2 separate regions of the Capsicum annuum genome follow, and region 2 is linked to region 1. The links are chromatin contacts, called in public Hi-C maps. All regions are on one chromosome and are shown on one strand. The core of a region is the stretch at or near the end of the contact, and the rest is flanking DNA. Distances in the headings are between cores, read along the strand shown.

The links. Hi-C and Micro-C count contacts between places; a contact is called where the count stands out from the background.
Region 2: a Hi-C map of leaf shows a contact between it and region 1, with 3 times the contacts expected there. The contact joins two enhancer-like sites. A contact is called at or near these places in 2 of 5 Hi-C or Micro-C datasets (leaf and placenta).

Annotation. Positions count from the first base shown.
Region 1 is chr6:105,119,772-105,125,546 of UCD10Xv1.1, reverse strand. LOC107873264 (THO complex subunit 4A) reads right to left here. Exons shown (of 5, transcript XM_016720035.2): 3 at 3,997-4,065; 4 at 3,731-3,903; 5 at 3,150-3,533. The coding sequence ends at 3,386. Among protein-coding and RNA genes, the nearest start is that of LOC107873264, 11 kb to the right of the region's middle. Within about 2 kb of position 3,581, at least 4 of the 5 cell types and tissues checked have an H3K27ac peak or open chromatin away from gene starts, as enhancers often do. A contact at or near this core is called in leaf, where this site is marked.
Region 2 is chr6:105,455,211-105,460,985 of UCD10Xv1.1, reverse strand. It overlaps LOC107873265 (a long non-coding RNA gene), which reads left to right. Exons shown (of 6, transcript XR_007057106.1): 5 at 1-3,316; 6 at 3,633-3,647. Among protein-coding and RNA genes, the nearest start is that of LOC107873265, 7.3 kb to the left of the region's middle. Within about 2 kb of position 3,560, at least 5 of the 5 cell types and tissues checked have an H3K27ac peak or open chromatin away from gene starts, as enhancers often do. A contact at or near this core is called in leaf, where this site is marked.

The DNA.
Region 1 (5,775 bases), core at 2,332-4,831:
TTTACTAATCACTAAATTCAATTCCTGACGAATTTAATATAATAATTAATTTCCTTTAGAGCAATGCTTAACTTATTTCATATGTCGAATTCATAAATCCATCGATCGAGTTTACACATGAAAACTTATAAGTTTCTCATGAAAGGCCTGACATCAATCTCTATACCAAGACATGAATTTCATCAATTAACTTATTATTTCACTAATATATATTATTATCATCCAATCTATCAGGAATATTTACTCATCTCAGAATCTCACCTTTTAATAAATCAAAACAATAAATAATATATACAGATCATAATAGTTATATCAGGATTGAGAATATAAGTACATTTAACAGTTTAGAGAATATGTTTTTATTAGTCAGTCCAAAACAACTATCTCTACTCGATCTCATTCAATACATACAAAATGCACTAACACGAGAAGTTAGAACTATACCATTCAAAACTATACCATTCTCATAATCAAGATAAATTACATACAATCTTGTACTACAATCATTCTGATGATTTGTCTAAATTTTCATCTACGATTGTGAACTATAACTTTAACTTATAAGAACCGACGATGTAATCTTTCGTGTATAAGCTAAACTTTATACACCAAATTATATACTATATAAGTTGAGGACACATATATGACAATGATTTATTTAATTGAACTGAATAAATAAATAAATAATCATTCAATAAATAATACTACGTCAAAACCTCATGATTTATAGTAGATCCTAACAATAGTTCTTGTAAATTTATAATTGGCAAGCCTGTCAAGACTTATGAATAAAACAACAAAAAAATCACATAAATATACACTCTAACAGTAAATATTACAAAATCTACCACTAGTTTTTTTAATTTACAAAATCTAACTTTATTTACAAAATCTACCAACTATTCAGTTTCTTTTTTTTCCTCTAAAATTAGTTGTCACTTTAAATTAAAAATCCCAACCATTTTCTCACATTCTTTCTGCTTTGTTCATCATTTATTTTTTTTCAAAACATAAAATTAATCTAGCAAAAAAAAGTTATAATTCTTTATTTCAACTTTCAAGATCCAGAAAAAAAATTATAATTCTTTATTTCAACTTTCACAACCCATCTTTCGAGCAAGGCGTGGAGGCTACCGAATCATCATTTTCGGATTCAAACTTCAATCGCAGCAAAACTTCAAACTGCATGAGTTTTCGGCAATTTCATCGAAAAACTGATGGTGACGTGGGTTAGAAACTTTTTCGTGATGGGTTTTGGATTTTTTCTTTTTCGTGATGGGTTTTAGGTTTTTTCTCAATGTTTGTTACTACCGATTATTCTTTTGTTCTACTTCTAGTTGTTGGAAAAGAAGAGGCCAATTAAATTGAATCTTTTGATAATTTTGAGGAGTTTCGAGAATTTTTCGATGACACCGACAAGTGAAGGATAGCAGCAAGCGAAGTAGAAGAAGACTCAAAAATGAAGGAAGAATTGAAAACGGAATTAGTCGAAGTTGTAGAAGACGATGAATACGGTTCTAAAGAGAGTGTTTTGCAGAGAGATTTTTTACAGGAATGGAAGCTTGGTGTTGAAAAAGAAGAGTGTTGAAAAGAAAAAAGCCGATTAGATTAGATCTTCTGGTAGTTTCGAAGAGTTTTGAGAATTGTCCGATGACACCGGCTGAGATGGATATCAATGATTTTATGGTATATGAATTGTAAAGAAATTGATGTATTTATTGTGTGGTGTATGAATTGTATAGAAATTGGTGTATCTATGGTGTAGTGTAAGAATTTTATAGAAATTGATGTATCTATGGTGCATGAATTATATAGAATTTGGTGTATCAACAGCTTTACGGTGTCTGAATTGTATAGAAATTGATGTATTAATGATTTTGTATCAATAATTTTATGGTGTTTGAATTATCTAGAAATTAATTTATCAATAACAACAATTTTATAGTGTCGAAAATATATAAAAATTGGTGTAACAATAATTTTATAGTATCCAAAATGTATAGAAATTAGTGTATCAATAATTTTATGGTGTCCAATCTATATAAAAATAGGTGTATCAATAATTTTATGGTGTATTAGAAAGTTTTATATAAAAATTGGTGTATTAATAATTTTATGGTGTTTAAAATGTATAAAAATGATAATTTTATGGTGTTTGAATTATCTAGAAATTAATTTATCAATAACAACAATTTTATGGTGTCGAAAATATATAAAAATTGGTGTAACAATAATTTTATAGTATCCAAAATGTATAGAAATTAGTGTATCAATAATTTTATGGTGTCCAATCTATATAAAAATAGGTGTATCAATAATTTTATGGTGTATTAGAAAGTTTTATATAAAAATTGGTGTATTAATAATTTTATAGTGTTTAAAATGTATAAAAATTGATGTATCAATAATTTTATGGTGTCCAATCTATATAAAAATAGGTGTATCAATAATTTTATGGTGTATGAAATTTGTATAGGATGTGGTTTGAATCAATAATTTTATGGTGTATGAAATTTGTATAGGATGTGGTTTGAATCAACCGGAGAATTTACCACTATTAATGATGTTTTCTCCTAAAAAATATTAAAAATTAAGGTCAATTAAATTAAATAAATTAAATCTGAAAACATAAAACAAATATCAAATAAATGTAGTGTTTTTTCGTTTGCCTTATTATTTTTTTAAAAAAGTTGATGAAAAACAAAGTAGGAGAATTTGTAGGGTAAAATATCAACTATTAAGTTACCCTTTAAATCATGCTATTTTATTTATTGTCTTTTATTTTTTTCTTTTGCTGGTAGATTTTGTTACATTTCTATTGTTATATTTTGTAAAATAGAAACTATGGGTAGTTTTTGTAATATTTACTCTTAAGTGTATTTATGTGTTTGTCCTAAAACAAATCAAATCAAGAGGAACAAAGAACTTAGAATTGCCGTGACACGAACAAAGGTTACGCAATCAAAGAGAAGATTTGTAAGAAAGATGTAGGCACTAGAAAATTGGAAGAGAAATTAAAACAGTCCAATCCAAATTTGATGACCTAGACCAAACATGAATCTTAACCAAGTAGTAACTTCTGCAACACTAACTTGACAAGCAGTATATAGACTAAGCACACAATTAAAGATTCTGGAGGGAACAACAAATGCAAGAAAAAGCTTGTGCAATCACCATAATTATGTAAAATCCTCTTGCCAAGATGATATAATAGTGAAGAGATGTATATCCAGATTACCTCTAAACAAAGTGAGCTAAGTTTATATAACTGGGTATTTAGCTATTTATGTACCATATAATTTATATGATGTCAACGTAGGACAGGAGGCTCTTGCGTTCTTGGATGTTAACAAACAGCCGTAGGACAAAAATAATGAGAAATTACTTAAATGTGCATAGCATCAGAATGATACTTGTCCAAATCAGCATCAAGATCTTCAGCTGAGACGGGTGTTTTTTTTGAAACTGTAGCTGAGACAGGTTTATGATGGTTTCTTTCTATACGAGCCCTTTCATATGCTGCTCCTCCTGGTCTGCAGGCCAAAACAATTCTCTAGAAGTCATTACATTCAGGCAAGGGCTCATTAGTAAAGAAATTACAACCCAATCATTAGCATCTGAATGATCTTTTATGCCACTAGCATTCAAGAGTTACTGGTTGCTCATAAAATAACCGTGGACAATATGAATCCTTCCCCAACAAAAAAGCTACAAGGTACTGATGTTTTACCTCTGGAAACTTCCTCGCAAATTTTCTGATGCAAAATGAGGCACTGGATGAGTTGGAACATTCACCCCAATCACCTCAATTTTCATTGGTCTACCGTCAAGCTGTATGTTGTTGTATCTACGCATAGCAGCTAAAGCACCAGACTGATGTGTGAAGACCACTTCTGCAGTTCCCTAAACAGGAATTTACTCAACATTATCAACAAGAATATATTACAGAACACATCTAAGGAGACTCTTTCTAGGGAAGGTGGCTTGCCAAATTACCTTTGACCTGCCTGAGTTATCATAATGCAGCGCATATTCTTTAAGCTCACCAACATCTGAAAACAGCAGCTGAAAATAAAACAGATGTCTGTAGGTTATAATTGTTTCAGGACTTCTCATCAGAATAGTTGCTTCAAGAATGTAATGCAACTACGATTTAAGATCAACAGCTTTGAACCTAGAGCAGAGACTTGACAAGAACGAGAATCCAGAAGAGACTAGATTGAAGATCAGGAAATCAAAGTAATCATATACAACATATTATACAAAGCAGAATATTTTAATAACACATAATACTATGTTTTACACCATCCAGTGCTCCAGGTAGCATCAATAGGAATCTACCAGAAAGAAATTAGGTGCCACAACATCCATACAGAGTCAAAATTCTCTGTGTATTCTGTTGTTTCAGGTACACAATCTGTATGTTTTCTCAAATACTTCAACACAAGTTCAAGATTAATTCAAGAACATCACCGAAGTTTTCAACACCTTCAACCCAAGTTCAACATGAACTATCAAAGAAGTGTGTTATTTTAAAGAAACAAGATGAAGTAGAAAAAGAGCCAAGTCCTCCGAATTCATGGAGTATCCTTAAGAAATTAATTCCCCTCAAGTGCCCGATGTTGCGGAGTTTTTCCTCTCAGGATAAAATGGCTCACAATCAGAATGTAGCGGTACCTCAAACCTTCTGATTTCTTCGAACTCACGCAACGGGAGATGATCACACCGAGTTTTTAGAAGCAAGAGAAATGTTTTTAGAAGCAAGAGAAATGTTTTTTCAATGCAGAAATTTCATATAGTACCTGAGGAAAAAAGTTCGGGTATTTATAGTCATCAAATGCCCCTTCGAAAAGGAAGCAATGGTTCATGGAAGGGTGTATCATTTTGGAATAGTCATGTCTATCCATTCCGAAACATGTCTTTTTTGAACAGTCACATCCGACCGAACAGTCACTCCTTTTCCGAAACAGTGTTTCTTTTCCTCGAAGGGTGGATTGTGTCCCTCTATTTTTCATTTACACCAATTGAACCCAACAATCCCCCACATGAATGAGGAATGGCTACTCTTTATAAAACTTTACAGACAAGTATGTGATCAGCAAGTAAAGACTGATTGCATCTGGATAAATGAGTTTCCCTTTGAACTTTCCGTAGTGAGCATGCATCGAATGCACTCGGTCAATTGGTAGATTTTTTATCTTTGACCCGTCGAGCTTTAATGTACACCTAGACAACACATGTCGCACAACCAGTCTTTTACCGCTTATGGTTCTCACGGTTTTGTTCGTTTCAGCCATGAACACGTCCTAGTTTCATGAAAGCTTAGAGAATAGGCCTTTACTAACATTCTCCTTGAAGCGGCTTCAACTTCACCCTCACATAGGTGATTTCTGAACATTCAATCCTATAGATTAAACTATTTAGTCAAACCTCCCAAATTTAGATAATCATTAAAAGTAAAAAGGTTTCGCATCACAAGCCTTATCCTTGTTTACTAAACATTATCTACATCATGAGAATGGGTTGGGTATATTGACAATGTTAAACATGTCAGTCACAACTTTGTTTGATCTCCTTGAACCTAGCTCTTGGGATCTCTAGTCTGCTAGGTAGAGTTACCGTCATGCTGACTTGTCCTACGCCGTAAACTCATTCCCTTGAATGTTCTCTCAACTCCCTCTCTAGATAGACCTTTTGTAAGTAGATCCGACACATTGTCATTTTGACTTCACATAGTCAACAGTGATAACTTCACAAGAGAGTAGTTCTCTAATG
Region 2 (5,775 bases), core at 2,311-4,810, 340 kb before region 1:
TCTTTTATCCTTTTTTCTTGACTTATCGTGATTGTGCAGTCGATTGTTATGACTTATTAGAGTGAGCAAGGAAGACCAGCTTTGGATAGGACCAAAAAAAAGGTCATGTTCTTCTGCTGATGCTTCTAATTAATTAGTACTTCATTTAGGTCAAATTATGCTCTGTTCTTTATAGTATTCTTGAGGTATCTATTCTGCATTATAGATGTCAATCTTGTTAACAATGATTTCTTCAGGCCCTGGAGATCAAATCTGAAGTAGTAAAGATGGCGGAGCCTCATATTCACTCATTTAAAATGTTAAGCCATTCCCTTTTATTTCTCCTTTTGATATACCCTCTTAAATATTATTACAGCTATACAATCTCGGATTTTACAAAAAACTAGGGGAAGTTGCTGATTTAGAGTGAAACTTATCCTAACTAAATCAAATGTATCACAAATGAAAAATCTCCAAAAGTACCCTTCTGCACATGGTCTTTGAAAAATCTCCAAAAGTACCCTTCTTTTTAATGCTTCTGCCAAAACTCTTCCACTGCTTATCTTTCTTCAACTTAGTTTTCTGATATAGTTATTGAAGTTACATGTCTTAAAGCTTATTTAGAGTTTTTGGCGGATGCACAAAATGGTATCCTTGTTTGATACACTATCTTGATAAAGATACGTCTGTTGCTGTTTCCATGTTTGAATCACTAGGAATTTGCAAATGCGTTAAAAATCAGTTTTTGTCACAGAATGAATTCAGTTTTCAGTGTCGGCTAAACTGGGGAAAGTATTTAATACTCTTTAAGATTTAATACTCTATAGGGTGGTAGTCCGTCCGGCCTTGCTGTATGGAGCGGAGTGTTGGCCAGTTAAGAACTCCCACATCCAAAAAATGAAGGTGGCAGAAATGCGGATGTTGCGCTGGATGTGTGGACTGACTCGAGGGGATAGAGTTCGGAATGAGACTATCCGGGAGAAGGTTGGTGTGACTTCAGTGGAGTGTAAGATGCGGGAAGCACGATTGAGATGGTTCGGACACGTGAAGAGGAGGGGCATGGATGCCCCGGTCCGTAGGTGTGAGAGGCTAGCGTTGGATGGTTTTAGGCGGGGTAGGGGTAGGCCGAAGAAGTACTGGGGTGAGGTGATTAGGCGGGACATGGAACAGTTACAGCTCACCGAGGACATGACCCTAGATAGGAAGGTCTGGAAGACGCGAATTACGGCAGAAGAGTAGGGCCAGATTGGGTCGCTAGTGTAGGGAATTACTTGGTGGGGTTTTTTTTTATTTTTTATTTTTTATTCCCGTTATGATTTCGTATTCAGTGTTCCATGCTTATTACGAATCAGTGTGCTTTCCTCTGCTTTCCTCTGTTTTATATTCCTTATGGGTGCCGTATTTATGTTATGTCATCTGCTTCTGTGCTTTACTATGTGTTTGTGTGATATCTTGTGCCTTGAGCCGGGGGTCTTTCGGAAACAGCCTTTCTACTTCATCAGAGGTAGAGGTATGGACTGCGTACATCTTACCCCCCAGACCCCACTAAGTGGGAATACACTGGGTTTGTTGTTGTTGTTGTTGTTATTCTGTAGTTATCAGGAGTGTAGGAACATTTATTATATTGTCTGTTCCTAGGGCTATAGAGCCTACTACTACTTACACCGTGAGTTTAGTTTAATGCTTATTATTATCTCTTTTGCCTGTTAAGATATTGTCTTCATTGATATGATCTATGCCACGATGGAGTTTAATGACTTCATTCATTGTACACTTTACGTTTCCTTTTAATAGCTAACTATATATTTTACATTGTAATATTTTATATGCATGAGTTCAGTGGACTTGAATTGCTACTTGTGAAATCTGCTTTCCTATTTATGATGGATTTTTTATTAAGCATCTGAGGTTTTCTTTGAAATGCATGAATATAAATTATCTTCAGGTGATTGATATCACGGTGAATAGGTAGTTGATAGAGTTTAAAAGAAGTTGATACTATTATTACAAATTTATAGTCGTATACATAATGACACCATTGAGCTCATAAGTGACATCATTACTCAGGGCTTTTAGCATTCAATTCTTCGGAAGGGACGCTCAGAATAGATCGTCATGGAAATGGACAGCCTCCAAGGCCGGCTCTGCTAACCAAATAGCAGAGCCATCTCCTGCAGTTTCAGCTGCCACAATTCAATCTCCTTAAGCTGTTGGTCTTTCTCCTCCTTCAGCTCTTTGGCTCATCAGCACATTCATCAACAGTAGCAACGTCTTTCTTGGCAAATCAATATCAAGAAATCGACCATGTTGGGATCAACAAAATCAAGAAAGCCAATGAGGATGTTGCAATAATATCTGCAGAAACACCGGTTGTATTTGCTCATATACTGCATCCATAGAGCCACACACAATATTTTACCTGCTACCTCAATTTTGTCGATGTAACTGAAACATGTCATAACTAAACGATCAAATCATCATAATTTTAGTGCTCTTTTGAAATGCACCTCATCATCAAAAGTGGTTTCTTCACTAGCTATTGCTATAACACAGTTGCCTAGGCCAATGCTAAAGCTTCAATGTTGGGCCCGCGCTACATCTAGTATAATTCTAAAATTAGAAGACACATTTCTATACACCGCTGAAAGTGGAGACAACATTTTGTGTAATCATTGACTCAATAAATATTTTTTCTCTTTCAATGTATTTGTTTATTTTAAATTAATAAATTTTTAAAAATGTAGAATAAAATTTTAAAATTTTGTGATTTTAAATTAAAAATATATTAGATGTATCAAAATGTCATTTGATCTTATCATATTAAATATGTCCTAGAAAAAACTGTAATTAAAAAATTGCTAAAGTGAGCAACAAATTTTTTTTTGACAAATCTATCTTTGAGATTTGACAGATCTTGTGGTCATTACAATCAAGCTGCAAAAGTCAGGGAAGGATCAAATTATACCAGATCGTTATTCAGAAGTGTGCTATAGTTATTACTTACTTGGCTTATAAAATGAGAAAATAAATAACATTCACTCTAACAACATATAGAAATCATAGTATTCAAAAGAGAAGTATCACAACTTGAAGTATCTTCGAAATCATATTATTTAGAAGAGAAGTATCACAAATTTATGTACCTTTTCTTTTAAATAATTTTGGTTGAGGATTTTACTTTTATAATTTTATACAGTGATAAAATTATACGCTAGATGATGAAAATCAGATTTCAACATCGATTTAGGAAGTTATATCAGTTTCGGTTTCGTGTATGATTACTTGTGATGTCATGTGATCGGGAGGGAATTGGCTTAAGCCGTGAAAAAATGCAAAGGTAATTTTGCGTACAGATCCTTGTGGTTTGACCCTTTCCTGGCCCCTCGCATAGCTGGAGCTTTAATTCACTGGACTGTCCTTTTTAAATTTTGATTACTTCTGATTTGACTTTGTATTTACCTTTATTCTCTTCTCTTCTTTTCTTATTCGTGTTTTTTCATTAGCTACAGAACTAATTAATAAACACGAATAGGTCAGAGTCCAGTGAAGATTAGTGGAATACGCAATTCCAGAGATGACTACATGTGGTTTTTTCTTTCAATATGAATTCAACTTAAACATATACCAACTCTAACCTAGGATTTTGATTGCAGGTCTAATACAGATGCTAAATTTATTCCCAAAGGAGTTGAGAATGCAGTTGGTGATGTAACTTAGAATTAGCTTTTGGAACCTTTGTTAGTTCTTCCTCAGCTATTGCATAATTTCTTTGACGATTTCGTTTTTCAAAAAATGATTCACAGAGAAAAGAAAATATTGTTTATGAGGGGAATGAGATTATTTAATTTGAAGTTGTAATTCTCTTAACAATTTGCTATATGATTATTGTGAAATAAAAGACTTATGGAAAAAAGTCGAGAGGACTTTCATCTTTCTCATTTCTTAGGAAATGTTTGCATTATTTAAATGTATATCTCTTTAGGTAGTTAGAGTTAAATGTTGTGCAGAAAGTATTACTATCATTTAGTTGGTCAACTAATGCCATGGAAATGAATTCCTATTACACTACAAGTTAAAGGTCACAAAAAGATAAAACTAGATAGCTATGAACTTAGTGATTGAAGCGAGCTGATTTTATATTTTTATTGTGGCTAAAATGTTACTCAATATATGAATAAGAATTGATTGTACGTTTTTTGTTTCTGAAAAGTCAGGTATTATGTATGTATGTATGTATGTATGTATGTATGTATGTTTCAAATAATTTAAGACACATCTGGTTTAGCCAAGTAGCAAAAACTAATAAACATTTTAAACATAATTTTATTTTCTTTAGAACCATCGAGCAGTTTTAAATTTATTGTATGACAGTTTTTTGGTTGAATGTGTATCAAATAAAAAACGAAAAAGGCTCAAAAATACCCCTGAACTATCCGAAATAACTCAAAAATGCCCTTCGTTAGATTTTTGGCTTAAAAATACCCCTCCGTTAAATATTTGGCTCAAAAATACCCCTCCCTCTAACGGAATTCAGAAAAGGATCAAAACTACCCCTGAACTATCTAAAATGGGTAAAAAATACCCCTCTGCTAAATATTTGGCTCAAAAATACCCCTCCCTTAACGAAATTAAATTATTTCGATTATTTCATTAATTTATATAAAGTTCATCATTTAATATATATTTCGTTAATTTCTTTAAGTGAAGATTTATATTTCGTTAATTTTGTTAATTTTGTTAATTTATATTTCTTTAATTTCTTTAAAGATTAAAAAGATGTAAAGTGAAAATACCTTTTTAGAATAAATGTATGTTTATTTTTCAAATCAAATTCAACCAATTTATATTATAATTCAAATACTTTTTTTCATTATCTTATTTGTAAAATTAAAAAAATACTTTGATGTAAAAAAATTAACGTATTAGAGTTAAAAGTTAAAGTTAGGGTTTAATTCAATCGAAATAATTTAATTTCGTTAAGGAGAGGGGTATTTTTTAGCCAAATATTTCACAGAGGGGTATTTTTGACCCATTTCAGATAGTTTAGGGGTATTTTTGATCCTTTTTCGAATTCCGTTAGAGGGAGGGGTATTTTTGAGTCAAATATTTAATGGAGAGGTATTTTTGAGCCAAAAATCTAACGAGGGGTATTTTTGAGCTATTTCAGATAATCCAGGAGTATTTTTAAGTCTTTTTCGAATAAAAAATAATAATTGAAGAAGATTTGAAAGCAACCACCACTTCTCCATTTTCTCTAAGTTTCTATTTAGATGTGTGACACCTATGCTACTTAAATATCAAAGGTCTAAATTAATTAATTTTCTTAACCAAAGAAGTATACTAATTAACCATGATTAAAAGAAGAGATGTTGGTATTTAAGTTTTTCGATTTTGGTAAGAAAATATCCATTTTTCAAAATTTTGACACCAAGTGAAATTGTTTTAATTAAACAACATTAAACTTTTGATATAAAATGATTTCTTCCACAATTTTATTACAATGAGTTACGACTTACTGTTTAGACCTAGAAATGATTTTTCTTTTTTTAAGATAAAATATTCTATCTATTTTTTTTGAAAATTTTTATCTAACAAAGATAATTAGTCTCTTTTACTTTGATATTTTTGATGGCAAAGTAATTTTGAATACTTTTTATTTAATATCGAAATGCTGAAAATGTTATTTTATGATTTACAATTTATTTTCGTAAAATAACTTATTTAAATGTTTCTTGAATCGGAAAAAATTTAGTCTATAAAGAAATTTAAAAAAAAGAGAAGAAGTTATGAATACAA